Regions from separate parts of the Gossypium arboreum genome. Here region 1 is linked to region 2. The links are chromatin contacts, called in public Hi-C maps. All regions are on one chromosome and are shown on one strand. Each heading gives the region's core, a stretch centred on a gene start, on an enhancer-like site or on the middle of the called end of the contact. The rest is flanking DNA. Distances are from core to core; before and after follow the strand shown. Region 1 holds the start of LOC108454340 (ABC transporter B family member 26, chloroplastic-like). Region 2 holds the start of LOC108455721 (40S ribosomal protein S17-like).

What was found. A called contact is a pair of places that touch in the nucleus more often than the background predicts.
Region 1: a contact with region 2 is called in a Hi-C map of leaf, with 2.8 times the contacts expected there. The contact joins the promoter of LOC108454340 here to the promoter of LOC108455721 in region 2. A contact is called at or near these places in 2 of 5 Hi-C or Micro-C datasets (both in leaf).

The regions. Positions count from the first base shown.
Region 1 is chr9:10,889,548-10,894,685 of ASM2569848v2, forward strand. LOC108454340 (ABC transporter B family member 26, chloroplastic-like) reads left to right here and starts at 2,477. Exons shown (of 18, transcript XM_017752769.2): 1 at 2,477-3,131; 2 at 3,228-3,355; 3 at 3,446-3,488; 4 at 3,709-3,753; 5 at 3,956-4,078; 6 at 4,165-4,268; 7 at 4,427-4,481; 8 at 4,559-4,629; 9 at 4,794-4,896; 10 at 5,060-5,138. The coding sequence starts at 2,784.
Region 2 is chr9:10,631,076-10,635,827 of ASM2569848v2, forward strand. LOC108455721 (40S ribosomal protein S17-like) reads left to right here and starts at 3,018. Exons shown (of 1, transcript XM_017754259.2): 1 at 3,018-3,850. The coding sequence starts at 3,228. The coding sequence ends at 3,653.

The DNA of each region.
Region 1 (5,138 bases), core at 1,227-3,726, 260 kb after region 2:
ACATAAACTAAATTACACCTAAAAGATGGTACTATAAAAGTGTCTTTTAAATCCAAATAAAAACTAGTTCCTAATAACAACCTAAAATGTCCAATTGCTTCCATTTTCATCGATTTTCCATCGCTCACGAAGATGTGTCTTTCACCATCACTTGGCTTTCAGTAGCTCAGGCAAATCTACATAGAAACACTTATGTGAGTAGTAGCACCAAAATCTATCCACCAAGTGTTTTTAGATATTGAAGCTAAATTAACCTTAGAACATACCAAAGTAAGAATTATACATTTCTTTACATGCCAGACATGATATTTGACACATTCTTTCTTCACGTGTCTAGACTCGTTACAAAAGAAACAATCCTTTGTAACTTCTTATTGTTTCTTTTTAGCTAGACCCTTAGTAGTTTCATTCTGATATTTTATTTTCTTGCTCTTATCTTTAGAGGCACTAGCCAAATGAACACTTTCAGACTTATCATACTTCAACCTTTCTTCCTATTTCACACAATGAGAAATGAGCTAATTTAGATCCCATTAATCTTATTGATAGTTTTAACTAATTTTGAATTGGTTAAATTGTGCAGAAAGCGATACCAAAACCATAAAAACAAACAATTCCTCAGAAAAATTAATCTTAAGTGTCTTATATCTTGAAGCAATATGAAACATCTCCATAATTTATTCCCTTACATTTTCTTGACCTTTATACTTCATACTTCATAGATATCAAAGAAGTCAATATATATATAATCGAAATATCAAATCAAAATATCAAACCCATAAAATTTTATGAACCAATCATTCCAAAAAAAATAGAAACTTAATTAATTCCCAATGATTCGACATGACAAGGCTCTAATACCAATTGTTAGAACCGTAAAATTTTGATATAAAACTTAATAAATCAAACTTTGTCATGTTAGATCATCAAGAATAAACCAAAAACAAAAGTAAATGCGGAAGCGTACTTGAATCCATTATTGGAGATTACCCAGAAGGTTTTAATCTTCTAAGAAAATAGTTTTTCTCTTTATATAATTCACTGTGATGATAATGGAAAAAAAATGAGATATCATTATTTCTTGGGGACCACTACCTCTTTTAAATAACTGATTATTAAATCAGCATTGGGTATTTATAATTTGGCCCCTTATCAAATTATAAGTACTACTTATGACATCTACATATTATTTCCATGACACTTTAATTCCTATAATATTTATAACATAATTGGTTACTTAATATTGTATTACACTTTATAATTGCATTATATATTATATATTATACATATGTGCTCATAATTGAGGATTTTAATTCAACAAGACCGACATGTTTTGATGTATTATTTTGAGTTTATTGATATTTTAAATATTTATCGCATATATATTTATAATCTCACTTTTAGTTTCTTAATAAATTATATATTATTTTGATAAAAATAAATTATAAATTATATATACATACAAATATATCCCAATTATATACATATAAATATATTTCTATGTAAATATAAGTTTTCAATTATTAATTAAGTTCAATAATTTAATTTAATAGCTTTTAATTTTAAATTTAATAATAGAAAAATTAAAATGGTTAAAATAAAAAAATAAAAAAATAGTTTAAAATATCAAAATTTTGTACCAACCGATATAGGATGATACAAGCTAGTATTCATTGAAAGGAGCCGAAACATATTAAAATATTGACCCAAAAAAGTAGACTACTCTACACATTCCAATTACTTAATAGACTTGTGATTAGTCTCGAATGAGGTTAAATTAGATATTAAATCAATAGAATGCTCTGTTGGAGTTTATTTTCTAAATTTATAATCCTAAAACTTGAAATTAACTCAATTTAAATAGGGATGAGTAAAACTCGATTTGATTTGATTCGAAAAATAAAATAAAAAATCAAATTTTGACTTTTTCAAGTCAACTCAAATAAGTAATTCGAGTTTTGAGTTCGAGCCGAGTTGAATTTTACAATTCGAATAATTCTAGTAATAGATTGGTGTAAATACTCTTTTAGTCCTTGCCAATTTTGAAAATGAGCAAATTTGTTAATCTCTAAAAAATTACAAAAATCCAAAATAATTTTCAAAATTTAAAATTTATATTTTAAAAAATTATAATTTTTTAAAAAATATAGAGTAAAATTTTAAAATTTTCTAAAATAATAATTAGACCTAAATAAGTTAATTAATGATTCAAGTATATCATAGTAGAGTATGTTAATATTTTATTATTTTACTTTGAAAAATTTTTAATATATATGATTTCAAATTTATGTACATCAAATTAATTATATGGTAATAAAATTTTAATTTAATATATTTAATTTTTAATTTAATTGAAAAATTTCAATCAATTCGATTCGACTCAAATTTTATTTTACTAGACTCAAGAAAAGTTATTAAATTAAATTAAAATAATAAAATATAACTCCTCATCTCATTTAACATTAAATTTGTTCCATGCATCGAAGTGAGATAAAAAATTTCATTTATCTTATTTTATTTAATCTCATATTACAGTATTGTGAATAGAAATCCGACTTGGTGCAAGAGTTCGGAGTGTATCGAACATAAAGAGAAAAAGGAGTTCTCTTGGTGCTGAAGCGAGCCGTTTTGTGACCCATTGGCGCCTTGGCTGCGTTGCTCTGAGAAGCAAGCTCAAGCTCTCAAGAGAAGATTAGCTTCTCCATTTCGAAAACAGATACTTATGATTTTGATCCTAGATATTCCAAATTTACCCTTTCCCTTTCTCTAATTTTACCACCACCATGCCCATCTCTCTTTCATCTTCCCCCTCTTACTCTATTCTCAACCTAAAAACCAGACTCCACTCTCCGCTCTATCTCACGACAGTGAAACGACACCGTCTCTGGTCTCCAACTCCAACCAAAAATTACAATGCCGATTTCCAAGAAATTCTTCCCGGAAAATATTCCGGTCATTTGGGAGCCGTCCAGGCACGTGGCAGCTGGTGGAACCTTCCCGGTGTCCAAGCTTCGGAATCCTCTACGGCGAAGCCTGTTACTGTTTCGATGGCTCTTAAGCGAATATGGGGTTTGATCGGAGACGATAATTGGATTGTTTTTCTCGCGCTCGGTGCTTTGTTCATCGCTGCTGTTCGTAAAATTCATAACTCAATTGAAAATTTTAGCATTTTAAAATGAATTTCTTATTTCTCTATTTTAAAATAAAAAAAAAGAGTTAAATTCCAGGTTTCGGAGATTTCGATGCCTAGGATATTGGCGGCGTCGGTATTTTCTGCTAACAGTGGTGAGTCCGCAGCGTTTTTTAGAAGCTCGCGGATGTTGATTTTACTGTTAATTATCTCAGGAATTTGCAGGTATTTTATAAAACTTGTAAATGTTATTTGCTTTCGTTTATTTGAGTGAATTGTTTGAAATTTTATTTCTCTCTTTTATGTGAATTGCAGTGGCTTGCGAAGTGGCTGCTTTGCCATGGCAAATACAATCTTGGTAAGAAATTTTTTTTACATAAATTTAGTGCTACTTACGCTTTTGCTTTGCAAAATAAAGGGGGAAAGTCTTTATTGTTATTTTTTTGGTATATTGAACTATTATATTTCAATTTTTAGCTTCTTATCATTCATTTTAGTTATTTGCTAAAAAGTAGTAAATAAACACAACCTTATATTTTCATTTCCCTTTTTCTCTGACTGCAATACTTTAATTGCAGGTTAAGCGTCTTAGGCGAAGCTTATATGCATATCTTGTTTTTCAGGTTCGTGATCTATTTGAGAATTGTTTGTAGTACTTGGGGTTGTGAATTATGATGATGATGATACTTGGGGTATAGGTTCGACCATCTAAACACCCTTCAAATGCGTGGAAAACTAGAAAAAAAGTTCAACATATCTGTGTTGGACACTTACCTGTATTGGTTTGTAGTAAACCACTATCTGCTGCTGGTGCTTTTGATGTAGGATATATCCTTTTTTGACATGGAAACAGTTGGTAGTTTGACGAGTAGGCTTGGATCAGATTGTCAACGGCTCTCTCATGTTATTGGGAATGATATCCATCTGATAATCCGCAATGCTATTCAGGTTTTTTTTTTTTTTTAATATTATGCTTGCTGTGAATTTTTGTTTCCGGGTAGAGTTTGATAACTTAATTCCTTTTGGATTTTTAGGGAACAGGTGCTTTGATAAATTTACTGACTTTATCTTGGCCACTTACATTACCAACTTTGATTATATGCTCTGTTCTTGCTATAATATTTTCCATTTATGGCCGGTGAGAATTCTCTCTCTTTTCACCTTAATTAAGCTATTGAATTATCCCTCTTAGCTTATTTCTGGATCTCAGTTTATGGTAGATTGCTTTTCTTTATATGATTATGTGGTGTACTTATTATGCATATGCTGAACTAGCATTGCTGATGATTTTGGTAGGTACCAAAAGAGAGCTGCAAAGTTAATGCAAGAGTTCAATGCATGTGCCAACAATGTAAAACATGACTTCAGATTGCTGCCAGAGTTATGCCAGTCAAGTAACATTCTAATATAACCAGTATCTTAATGTAGGTTGCACAAGAAACACTTTCTTTGATGAGAACTGTCCGGGCTTATGGAACAGAAGGAGAAGAAGTTGAAAGGCAACATTCTATCTAGCATTACTCCACTAAGCATTCAAAAAATTTATGGGTGTACTTTTTCCTCTTTGATTGGCGCTTCTTTGTAAGGCACAGACGTTGACACCCAGGGCTTTCATGACAGAAAAAAAATGTTAAATTTTATTGTTGATCCCATTTGGTTTTAGGTACAAGCGGTGGCTGGATGAATTGGCTTTTGTAAGCATTCGAGAGAGTGCAGCTTATGGATTGTGGAGTATGAGTTTTCTCACCCTTTACCGTTTTACACAGGTTATTTACCATACATCCTATCCCTTTGCCTCTGGTTGTATTAACCCCACTGCAAATGATGAAATGTAGGAAGATGCATCATAGTGATAAAAAAAAAAGGTTGCTAATTCTAATGAAGATTTATTATATGACTTACTGTTAATTCACATATGATATATTGCAGGTTCTTGCGGTGCTTTTAGGAGGAATCTGCATCATGAATTCACAACTATCACCTGAACAGCTTACTAAGTACATATTAT
Region 2 (4,752 bases), core at 1,768-4,267:
CATCAACATTATAATATATGAGTTTATAGTCCAAACAGTTTGTACATTTAATTATAAAAACTTATATAAACTTAATTTACAGAAAAACTTATATTAAATTATATATTTTTATAATACATAAATTAAGTAAAAAATAAAAATTTATAATATATAACTTTTATAAAAAATATGAATTGACTAAAACCTTCATAATGCTTCTTATAAATAATATATTTTTCTTAACTTTTGAAAGTTATATTTTATTAATAAATTATAATAAAAACTATAAGATTCTTTGTTTGGCATGTTTGGTGAGGAAGTAATAAAGTAATTGATTGTTTGGCAAAGGCGGCAATAGGGAAGATAAACTAAGTAGTCTTGTTCTCAGTTCCACCACAGTATGTTATACGGCTGCTAGAAGAGGATAGTCGTGATCACTTATATGAAGGAAACACTGTTTTTCTCCATTCCTAGCTAATAGGAGTGTTTTTTCTCTACCCAAAAAAAAAAACTATAAGATTCTTTTATGAATATTTATGTTATTTATATAATATATAGTATGGACATATAAATAAATTATGTCCATACAAGCTTATTCTTGACATTTTGGGGGCCCTAGACGAAACAATAAATTATTATGGCTCTTTTTAAAAAAAATTATAAAATGTAATACAATAAAATAAAAACATATACTAGTAATAAAATAAAAAAAATGGGGCACTTTTTTTTTTTGCCGGTCTCTAATGAAGTATCCGTCAAAAAAAACTTAAAAGGTTAAAAATTTTAATCCATGTTAAAAGCTGGAATTTTTGGGCCCTTCCATACTGCCCTGGCAAGCAGCACACTCAAACTACCCTTAAGGTCGAGCCTGTGTCCATACTTCTTGGTCATAACCTTTTAAAATAAATATATCATAACACTTTTACAACATAAAATAATTTTTTATCATAACTTTAGAAATCTTTTAAGATTCAAATAATATAATTTGTAGTTATAACTTTACAAAATACACATTATTTTTATAATATAATTTTTATGATTTATAATATAAGAATTTTTCCATAACCATCCCAAGCTCTCATACATGTTCAAACTTATAATATAATTTTAAAATTAGATATTTGTATAATTATCTACGTAAATACTACAATTGTCACCCTTGCCTTAGAATTGAAATGTGTAATTAGGGTGCTTCAATTATACTCAATTTGGTGGGACTCACCAAATATAGTGTTTATCCAAACATACCACCTTTGTATAATTAAAAACAATTACATATAAATCCAATCATGAAGTGGATTTCTAAAATTACGTTAAAAAGATATAAATATGCAAAAAAAAAAAAGAAGCAAAAGTCTACAATGCATATAGTAAAAAAATGATAATAGAATATACAAAATGATAGTATAGAGGTCAAATTAATAAAAAATTTATATAAAATATTAAAATGATAATTTAGTTATAATATAGAGGTCAAAAGAGATATTAAGCTTTAAAATATTTTTATTTAAATTTAATTATAAAAATATGTAATATATAATATTAATATATAAACAGTAAAAATAAATCAAATTTAAACTTAGGAATTTTTTTTTTTTAAGTGTAGATCTATGAACGAGTCCAATTACAATAATGAAATTTGGATTCAGCAGAAAAATAGAGCTAAATCTCACATTTCTCCGTACAATTAATTAACAAATTTTAATTAAATATTAATGAATTAATTGAAGTAGACATTCTCAACTTTTGACCGTTATTTTAAATTAGTCTTTAAATTTAAAATATTCTAATTATATCTCTGAATTATTGATATTATATTAATTAGGTTCTTTCATTATTAAAATCATTAATTCATCATTAAATGACATGATAAATTATATGTAGCTAAATTTAAAATGAAATTTTTTAGAAAAAACATTGCCGCATAACTTTTAAAAGTAAAAACTAGAAATAAAGTAAAATTTAAAAAGAGAAAGTGAATGACAAAGCCTTTGTAGAAGTTTCGAAAACCTTAACAAATATTTTTACAAGATTCATTTTTACAATATTCATTTTTCTTAAATTTTCATTTTAAATTATGTCAAATACGATCTCACATATAATATAATAGTTAAATTAACAATTTTAGTAACAAAGAGATCTAATTGATATAATCTCAATAGGTTGAGATGTAATTAGAATGATTTGAAGTTTGGGGACCAATTTAAAATAAGGGTCATGCTTTGGGAATGCATAGTGCAATTAACTCAATAACCCCCTATAATACTCCAACCGCCCCATGAATTGATTATTCCTAAACAAGTCATGAAGGGTATAACAAACATACATTGCCTCCACATTAGATCAAGAACGGGATCGAAGGGATCAAAAACGACTAATTCATATAACGCATATGGCTCTGGTTGCTGGTTGGGCCGACTCAATGGCTCTATATAAATTAGCTGTTTTTGTTCCCTCTGATCCCGTTCTTGATCCAATGTGGAGACAAGGTATGTTTGTTATACCCTTTATGACTCACTTAGGAATAATCAATTCATGGGGCGGTTAGAGTATTACAGGGGGACTATAACAAATTCGGGTATACTAATAATAAGAATAAGGGCAAATTACGCCCATGGTCATTCTAAAATAGGGTCTATCTTATTTTAATGACTCCAATTTTTTTCTTAATTTAGTCACTCTAAATAAGATAATTGTGTGAATTAATCACTTCGGTTAAAACTTTTGTTTTCTTCTAAGGGGATGTTGATGTGACATATTAGCACGTTGAATGTCTAACATTTGGTACTTTTTTGTTGACTTTTGACTAAAGTTGGGAAAAACTTTTAAACTAATTATAGAGAGATCCCTAAATTTTAGTCAAAAGTCAATAAAAAAATATTACGTATTAGTCACTTAATGTGCTAATGTACCACATCAACAATCCGTTAGAAAACAGAAATTTTAACATAGTGACCAATTTACAAATTTCTTATTTAGAGTGGGTAAATTAAAAAAAATAAAATCAAAAGCCATATTTTAGAGTCACAATGAGTTTACCCTAAAAACGAAAAAGAAAATTCGTTGCACTTTTACACTACTATAGAAAAAGGTCAAAAATTTCATCACCCATATATATATGAACCCTACTTTCGCACTCTGAAAACCCTAGCCCTTCATTGCTCTTCCACCTCCGCAAATCCCCGCCCAACTCTCCGCCGCCGCCACCGCCACCGCAACCGCCACCGCCACCGCCACAGATCCAAGCAATGGGCCGCGTCCGTACCAAAACAGTGAAGAAATCCTCCCGTCAGGTCATCGAGCGCTACTACTCTCGCATGACCCTCGATTTCCACACTAACAAGAAGATCATCGAAGAAGTTGCCATTATCCCATCCAAGAGGCTCCGCAACAAGATCGCCGGCTTCTCGACCCATTTGATGAAACGGATCCAGAGGGGTCCGGTTCGCGGCATTTCCTTGAAGCTCCAAGAGGAAGAGCGTGAGCGCCGCATGGATTTCGTCCCCGATGAATCGGCCATCAAGGTCGACCAAATCGAAGTTGATAAGGAAACTCTTTATATGCTTTCGGTTCTTGGGATGTCTGATATTCCGGGGCTTGTTAAGGTTGATCCAGTCGCCGTTGTTCCTCAAATCGGGTTCGGCCGTGGTGGTGGACCCGGAAGGAGGTTTTAATTGGTTAGTGTCCGTCTATTTGATGGGTTCTTAATTTTAAGTTCATTATGTTTTATTTTTTGGGTAGTATTTAAATTTTGTGGTTCTTGTTGGAACAATATTAGTTTTTATGTTAAATGGTACTGGAATTTGTTGAGTTTGATGTGCGCTTTCTTTTTAAAAGCATTTGAAAATGAGAAACTTTTTAGTTTCTGCGATTGTTGATTGCCATTTATTTTATTTTTTCTTTGAATTTCATTTTTGTATACTGAGGTATTATGTTGATTGATTGAAATGGTGAATTTGAGAATAACGCCCCATTTTCGATTCCAATTTTGGGATTTTATTCATTAGGTGAAAAGTTGAGGTAAAGAATCCCAATTCTGGTTATTTTGTTTTCAATCACATGTTCATGTTCAGCAATTTTTAATGGCAATTGTGAGCAAGAAACTAAAAGATTGTATGGTTCAATTTTAAAGTTGTATTCTTTGTGCTGTGGGAAAGGCATCCATGGAAATGGTGGGTTTTTCATTAAGCCAACTTGCAGAATCCTTGGGCTCATATCTTTCTTTTATCTTTGTATTCCCTGATCATGGTTGGATTTGAACATGAATAAAAACTGAAAAAACATTTGGTTTGTCACATCTGCTTGCAGATTTATCACTTATTTTAATTAGTGGTTGAGTTTGTAACATTGGAAGTTTTGAACTGGAATGTGTCTTTAGAAGTCGTTAATGAACTCAATTTTGTGTATACATCTATGATTAGAATTCTTGGAAAGTTCACAACCTTATAATGCATTCATGTAACTGTTTGTAGATTAGCGGTAGAGCTTCGGCAGTTTCTTCTTCCTTATTTCTTGTTTGTTCTCTCCCTGCAAATACTTGCATTTTATCTCTTGCGGTTCTTTAGAGTAGATCAGACAATGATAGATTAGCTTAGTCATCTAATGGAGGTTCCTGTGTTATTTCAACCCCTGGATTCTCTCTTTCTTTTCTCTTGCAGTTTGTGTACGGATCATTTTGGGTTGTTTGAGGTTAGGGTTATCTGAGTCTGATTCTTTTTGGGTTGGGAAGGTTAGGTGGTGAAGTTATTTCATTTCGTTCTAGGCAATAGTTAC